Linked DNA regions of Mus musculus: region 2 is linked to region 1. Evidence: chromatin contacts called from public Micro-C data. All regions are on one chromosome and are shown on one strand. The core of a region is the stretch at or near the end of the contact, and the rest is flanking DNA. Distances in the headings are between cores, read along the strand shown.

Region 1 (3,560 bases), core at 298-2,797:
CCAAAACTAAATATCTCTAGAAAAAGATATTTAGATCTGCAAACAGGGTCCTGATGTTGCTGTCAAATCCTTGAAATCACCTCATTTCCATACCACTCCTCCCGAAAGATCCCTTACAACATCTTCCCTCTACCTGGTACCACAACCCCAGCGCTTTTTCACACCGTACCCCGGGAGCCCCAGGAGCGGGGAGGTGGGGGGGAGAGAAAGAAAGAAAGAAATAAAAAAAAAAACGCCTGTCAATTATCCCAGGACTATGTGTAACAGTGTCATCACTGAGTATCAAAACTGCAGCTGGAGGTCAGAGGGTGAGAAGGACATGTGGGAACAGGGAAATGGCAGGGCAGGAGGAACAATCTCTCTCCCGTCCCTGGGAAAGTCTCAAGATAATAAACAAAATGTATATTATAGGTAAGGGGTGGGGCGGATAGAAATGTAGTCCATTTTCAAGGAATTTTAGCGGATGGGAGAGATCTTCAGAGAAAGCTGCTTTTCGGTGTGTCAGCTCCCTCCCTTTGGTGTGTCTTGGAAGAGTGGCTGGGACACACGTCCTGAGGACAAGGTTTATTTGGGAGACCAGAAGCCAAACACAGTCTATGTAAGCCCTGGCGCTTAGCAGAGTCCTCGACTCCACACTCTGCAGAAACATCAGTCAATTGAGTGACTAGAAGAGGATGGAACCTCGGATGCGGCAACTGTGAGCGTTCCCACCACACAAATGCTCCACAGCACGCTCACACGGAAGACAGCCAGACGTTAACCACCCCCCCACCCCCCGAAACCGCTATTGAGACCCTGCGGATGAGCTCGAAACCTCAACAAGTCTCCTGTCTTTGAAGATAGGAGGAACCGAGAAAGAGAGCAGGACGAAGGAACACCTCGCCCAGTGCCTGCCTCACCAGCGCACCTCTCCTCCTCAGGCAACCCGGGGCTGAGCCCAGACGCAGTCTGCCTTGGGGGTTAACGCTGTGCCCTGGCCATGACCTTCGGCGAGTACCTAATTAGCCCCATTTTACAAACATTAAGAGTCTAAAAGAGTCACGTGGTCCATGCTGGCCAGCTGCCGGGTGCGCACCGGGTGGTTTGAGGCGCCCGCCGGTGCGCGGATCCCTTAGCAAGGTGCGCGGCGCACCGCATCCCGAGCGCTACGTGGCCATCGGGGAAACGCAGGGGTCAGCTCCCGCCCCCGTAGCCACGGAAAGAGGCGGATCTGACTCTGTCGAGGCTAAGTCCAAGACCCCACCGTCCCCTCCGCACAGGCAGGCTGGCCATGTCCCGCAGCCCTGGCCCCAGACGCGCACCAGGTGCGGGGGACCGCGCGCGCGACATCTTCAGACACCCACCCCAAAAGTTGCGGCAACGTGGCAGGGAAGCATGGCATCGAGCTGCGGGCGCGGAGGGGAGAGCTGGAGGACTCACCCGGGGTGGCCGGCCTGGAGTGGGTCCGCGGCGGAGCTCATGGATGGCGGCCAGGCTCACAGCCACCGCGCCTCGGATGGCCCCGGGTCACCTGCCGCAGCCTGCGTCCAGCGCGCGATCCCGAGGCTGCAGATCGCCGGTGCGCCCGAGCTGGGGCCGCAGTCACAGCGGGAGCCGGGCAGCGCGGGCAGGACGAGGGCGCGCGGCGCGAGGGAGGCGCCCGCTCCAGGCTCCCAGCCAGCGCCAGCCCAAGCCACTGCGGCCGCCGCCACCTGCGGGCCCCGCTGACCGCCAATCACAGGCGCCCGGGGCGGCGGCGCGTGCGGAGGCGGGGCGGGGGCGCGTGCGGGGCGGCTGGCGGGAGCGGCGGCGACACCAGCGCGCCTGCGCCGGGACACCGGCCGCCTACCCCGCGGGTTCCTCGCGAGCTCCCCGGGTGCGCGGGTGGCACGCGCCGGGAGGGGCGGGGCGCATAGGGAAGAGGCGGGGCTGGGGCTGCGCGCACCCGGGTCGTTGCGGGCTGCGGCGCAGTGCGGTGCGGGGGTCGCGATCGTGAGCACCCCTACTCAACCAGCCCTAGCTTCAGGTCATCCCTAGTATTGAAGTCAGGCTCTGCATCCTTGGAGACCCGCCCGCTTGAAGGATGGGTCACCGCAACCTGGGCCTTCTTAGTCCTAGGAACAGCGCGACCTGCTGGCTCCAGCCTCACCAAAGACTCGTGGCCCGCCTGCATCAACATCTTTCACTTCACTGCCCCCCACCCCAAGGTATTTTTAAGGCACCGTTGTGATTCCGGTCTGGATTACGTTCTTCTCCAGGGAATTTACTGAGCTAGCCACGCTCGCTCATTCAACACACACTGACTACCTCGCACTTGGCTCAGGGGGTTCTAATCCTGTGTGCGCCCCCATAACCGCTGCACCTCTGGGATAGTGAGTCCTGGAATACTGCCAGTGAGGAGTGCTCTGGGGCGCGTGCTTGCAGTCCATGGTCCCCAAAGGATGACAAGGAGTTGAGATTGTCCTGCAATCTAGGGCCGCACTTGCTCATCCAGCAAGCCCAGGGCCCCGGATATTGAGACCAACTACTTAAGCCTCAGCAGCGTCGACTGGGGAACACCTGTCAGTGTCAACTGCCTGGCAGCAGCGACTCCGTCAGAATAAAGCTTCTATAGCGCTACGGCGGTGATTTCAAAATCTAAATCTCAGTTCTAAATCTCATAGGTCAATGAGCTGAGGTCGTGTCCTATGTAAATGCATGCAAGGTAGATGGGGGGGGGGGGAAGCGCCTTTGCGGAGCAACGAGGGAGGAAAATTAAGAACGTGTAAGGCATTAAATTGGTTTCTCTAAAGAAACGGTTTCCTCCCTTGAGGGATTTTTAAACTGCTAAAATGAAAGAAAGCTTATTTTGTGTACATTTTACTTATTTTCCGTTCTAAATCTGTTTATGTAGGCCCGGTTAGTATCCACACAGTCCAACATTCAACCGTTCACAAGACTCCCTCCTACCTTTGTCTGCCAGTGTCTCAGCTCCTGCCACTGAGCACAACCAAAGTGTGCTCTCTCTGGGGGAAAGCTATGTGTTATGATTGTGATGATCAATTGCAACTGTCAACTTGAGACAAACTAGAACCACCTACGAGGTGGTCCTCTGGGCATTCCACCGCAGGATTATCTTGATTATGGGGAGACCCGTCAGCTGTGGGCGGCACCATCCCCTAGGCTGGAATTACAAGATTCCAGGACTGAGTTCAGTCTTCTGTTTCCCAGAGTGCATGTTACATCACCCAACAAAATCCCCCTGCCCTGGGCTGGAGAGATGGCTCATGAGTTAATAGCACGGTCTGCTCTTTCAGAGGACCAGAGTTTGAGTCCCAGCACCCACATGTCAGATCACAACTATCTGTAACTCCAATTCCAGGGAATCCGAAGCCTTCTGACCACATGAAGAAGGCGTGCAAATAGCAGGCAGACCTATATACAGGCAAAATACTCATAAAATAAAAATAAAATACCTATGTACTTCTTGAACAAATCCAGTCTGTACGCACTGTAAAGGCTGCAATGATTTTTAAATATTTATTGTATGTGTTCATGGGCATTCAGATGCCAAGGCATGCACGTGGAAGTGTGAGGTTTTG
Region 2 (3,560 bases), core at 785-3,284, 190 kb before region 1:
TTCTTCCTTTGGTCCCCTTGAAGCTGAATAACCTCTCCGTACTCAGGGTGTTCAATCACAGTTCCATTGCAGGCAAATTTCTACAACACATCAAGTTAAATGCAGAGGGTTAACTCTGACAGAACAAACACAGCTGCGCCAGCCGGCTTGACTGCACCAAGGAGCAGTGTCCTCCAGAACTAAGCGACTCTGTAAATGAATCTGGAGGCCACATGAGGGAAATATTAGGGGAACAGTAACAACTCATCGGCTCACATTCCTCAGAGAGGGGTAACCGACTCAGATGGAGAACAAAGCAGCTCTCCTGGCCCGAGCTCTGGCATGCACCCACTCCTCACGGTCACCTTTTTGAAAGCTTTCACAAGTTTCTTTTTGTCATAATCGTCCGCAATGCCCTGCACAGTGGTCAGCGTCTTCCTGCCGTTGCGCTGCTGGATCCTTATATGAATGTAGTCCTCAGTCCCTGCCGGGAGTAAGTCGTCGCCCTTAGTTGCATCAGCAAAGGGGTCTGTAGAGGAGCAGAAAAGTAGAAAACAAATTACAAAGTAGTATGTAGAAGCGTGCTCCACTCCATATCCAGACAGACCTCGGTGAGGCCTCCAGCACTCCTGCTCCATTTCTGCAGGCGAGGGTGGGGCTCACTGATAATAAGTTTTTCAAAGGAGAAAAACCTAAGCAGGCTCTGTATGCCGATATCTGAGCTTAAAAGTAGAGACCACCACTGTGGAAGCCACCAGCAAATGAGACAGAAAACATTTACGAAACCCTAATTTCATACAGCCTTCATACAGCCGCCACAAGAACATGCGTCACCGCCACTATTTTTCGACTACAACATTCAAAAACACCCACCCCAATTAGTTAACATAGTAACTGAGCCTTATAAAACACATATAAACATATACATGCAACCTCACGAGGTGTAATTTACAAAATGATTGCAAGCAGAGACAACAGGGCCACTTCCAAGTCAAATCAGAGGCCTCTCTCCTAAGTGTTTCAAACAGACGCCTCTGGGGGCTGCTTAAAACCAGCTGGGTCCAGCCCCACCCCAGCTCCGGTCAGTGACAGGTCTCTCTGGCACCCCCCCCCCCTCCAGTCCTGGCCGACTGAGTCGCAGATCCTCTAAGCCCTTAACTTCCCTTCCCTCCCAGCAAGGACTGAGCAAGGCCACCCCCCGCCCCCCATGCCCCAACACACACACACACACACACACACACACACACACACACACACACACTTGTGAGTCGTCTGAGAGTCACAGGTCTCGCAGTCACCCTAAAGCTGTCAGGTTCTCCAGCTTCTGGGCCCCACCCCTCCAGTCTCCTTGCAAAGCCCTGGCCAGCCCCGAGGCCACAAGAGAGATAACACCAGAGACTCCCAGCGTCTTGTCACTGTCAGGTTCCCTGCAAGCCCCTAGTCCTAGTCTCTGCAGCCCTGGCAAGTACTGTAGCTCCCTTACGGGTCTCTGAAGCCCCCGGCCTTTCTGTCAGTCCCCCCAGCCTCTGGCGGGTCCCCCTGCAGCCCTGGCGTGTCCCCCGACCGTCCTGTGAGTCCCCGAGACCCTTGTCTTCCTGCCAGTGTCAAGTTCCCCAAGCGCCTGCCGGTCGGGCCCTCGCCTCTACGGAGTCGCAGGCCCACTTAAGGCCGTGTCCGAGGCCCGGAGAGGGGCATCCCCCGGGCTAGGGTCGCGGGGAGCCCCCCGTCGCCATCTTCTGGGCGCCGAGACAAAGCCCAGAGGGACGCGGGCGGCGGCCGGCCACTGGCCCTTACCGAAAGATTGGAGGTTCTGGATAGTGGACATGCGACACTAGTGTGAGGCCGGTGAGAGGATAGAATTCCCGCGGGGCCCGCCCGGATCACCGTGTCAGGAGGCTGCAGCGGCGAGAAACGGAAATCAATGAAGCGGCGGAAGCCCGGGGCGCAGGAAGACGCGGAGGCGGCGGTGGGGCGCGAGCAGGGAGGCGGCGCTGCGGCTTCTCGCACAAAATGGCCGGCGCCGCGTATTTAGCCCCGCGCGCCGCCGCCACGTGACCGTCCGCACGCACCGCGCGTCCGCCCCGGAGCGCCGAGCCGGGGGCCAGCGAGGAGCGGGCGGGAGCCCACTGCGGGCAGCCGCGGTCCGTCCCGCCCGAGGCGCCGGGCGGAGGCGCTTCCGGGTGCAACGGCGAGAAACGTGCCCCCGGGGGTCTGGACTTGCAACCAGCGGGGACCGCGCTCTGCGCCTCCGCCGCCCTCCCCAGCCCCCAGGGTTCCCGAGACCCCTGAGTTCCTTGCAGAACCCTTGTGGGTGCCACCTGGGAATTCTCCCTTCCTCCAAGCCCCGGGATTCCGATGCTGCAGTCTCTACTAAGCTTAACCTGTTTGTCTCAGGTGTCACGACCTAGCCTCTAGCAGAGTCAGGTGTGCGTGGAGAGAACGCGCTACCATCCCGCCCGAGCTCTCCTCTGCGGAGCCTCCTAAGGTCGGATGCAAGTCCCGTGCAGGATGGGTGTCTGGTGGTTGCTAGGTGAGTGTGAGCGAGCAGATGAAGTAACTGTAAAGAGTAACCGTGCACAACCATCAGTGGACAGTGGAGAACCGTCTTAACCTATGTAAACCACCTATGCAGGTGGTTGGCTTTCTAGACCAAAGCAGTAGACTAAAAATTTGGAATTCTTAACCTTTTTGTAGGTCAAACCTGTTGCCTTCGTGTTGAAATAGTATTGGAGGCCTGATGCAAGACATTAGAAGCCATAGATAGCATACATACTATGTTTCTGTCTAGCAATCCATTCAACAAGATGTAGCAGTAGGTCCAATCGCTACTACAATTTCCTTTTTAAAAAGATTTTATTTTTATGTGGTTGGGTGTATGTACCATAGAGGCCAGAAGAGGGTGTCATATCCCCTGGAACTGGAATAACAGCTGGTTATGAGACCATGGGAACAGAACCCAGGTCTTGTGTAAGAGCAGCAACTCCTGGGAAGTCTCTCGAAGTCCATTACTGTAGTTTAAAAAAGGAAATGAATATCTGGAGTGTAGTGCTCATGTTTCAGTGACTTCTATTGTACAAAGTGGCCGCTCCTAATGTTTCTATGCATGGCCTGTTGCTTTAGGGTTGTAAAAATGAATACACTTGTATGCCCCTACATCCACCAGTCAGGTTTCAGGCACACTACTTACTCAGTTTTATTCTTATACCATGGTTTGAAAAACTCTAGCTTACGAATATTTGAATTAATAGTCTTGAGCATCTTCCACCTTCATGTAGGTCCTGGAGCAGGAACTCAGGTTGTCAGGCCATCAGCAAGCCTGAGCCACCTCACCAGTCCTTGAGAAGTTTTTAATAAATTATATAAATTTTCTGCCTGAAATATTAACACTATTTTCTAAGTAACTTAAAGAAGTCTACAAAGTAGTATAAGAAGCACAGACTACACAAAACATACGGTATAAATTACCACTCTACTACATGGTATGTTTCCCCCCTTTTCTTACTAGATATACCTTACCACTGGGTATTACGTGGTTTCTCAGATGGAGCCTAGGATGAGTGAGCCAGAGAAGAAAACTAAAA

What was found. Hi-C and Micro-C count contacts between places; a contact is called where the count stands out from the background.
Region 2: a contact with region 1 is called in a Micro-C map of embryonic stem cells, with 2.4 times the contacts expected there. The contact joins the promoter of D830035M03Rik here to the promoter of Myrip in region 1. A contact is called at or near these places in 6 of 39 promoter capture datasets (cranial neural crest, embryonic stem cells, hippocampal neurons and 2 more), 21 of 484 Hi-C or Micro-C datasets (cerebral cortex, cortical neurons, differentiating embryonic stem cells and 2 more), 3 of 115 datasets of contacts at active chromatin or transcription factors (embryonic stem cells and stem cell-derived neural progenitor cells) and 3 of 9 other capture datasets (embryonic stem cells, liver and pancreatic islet).

What each region holds. Positions count from the first base shown.
Region 1 is chr9:120,302,060-120,305,619 of GRCm38.p6, reverse strand. Myrip (myosin VIIA and Rab interacting protein) reads right to left here and starts at 1,547. Exons shown (of 17, transcript NM_144557.5): 1 at 1,420-1,547.
Region 2 is chr9:120,491,055-120,494,614 of GRCm38.p6, reverse strand. D830035M03Rik (RIKEN cDNA D830035M03 gene) reads left to right here and starts at 2,034. Exons shown (of 2, transcript NR_166642.1): 1 at 2,034-2,509; 2 at 3,485-3,560. It overlaps Eif1b (eukaryotic translation initiation factor 1B), which reads right to left and starts at 2,009. Exons shown (of 4, transcript NM_026892.3): 1 at 1,774-2,009; 2 at 345-508; 3 at 1-80. The coding sequence starts at 1,804.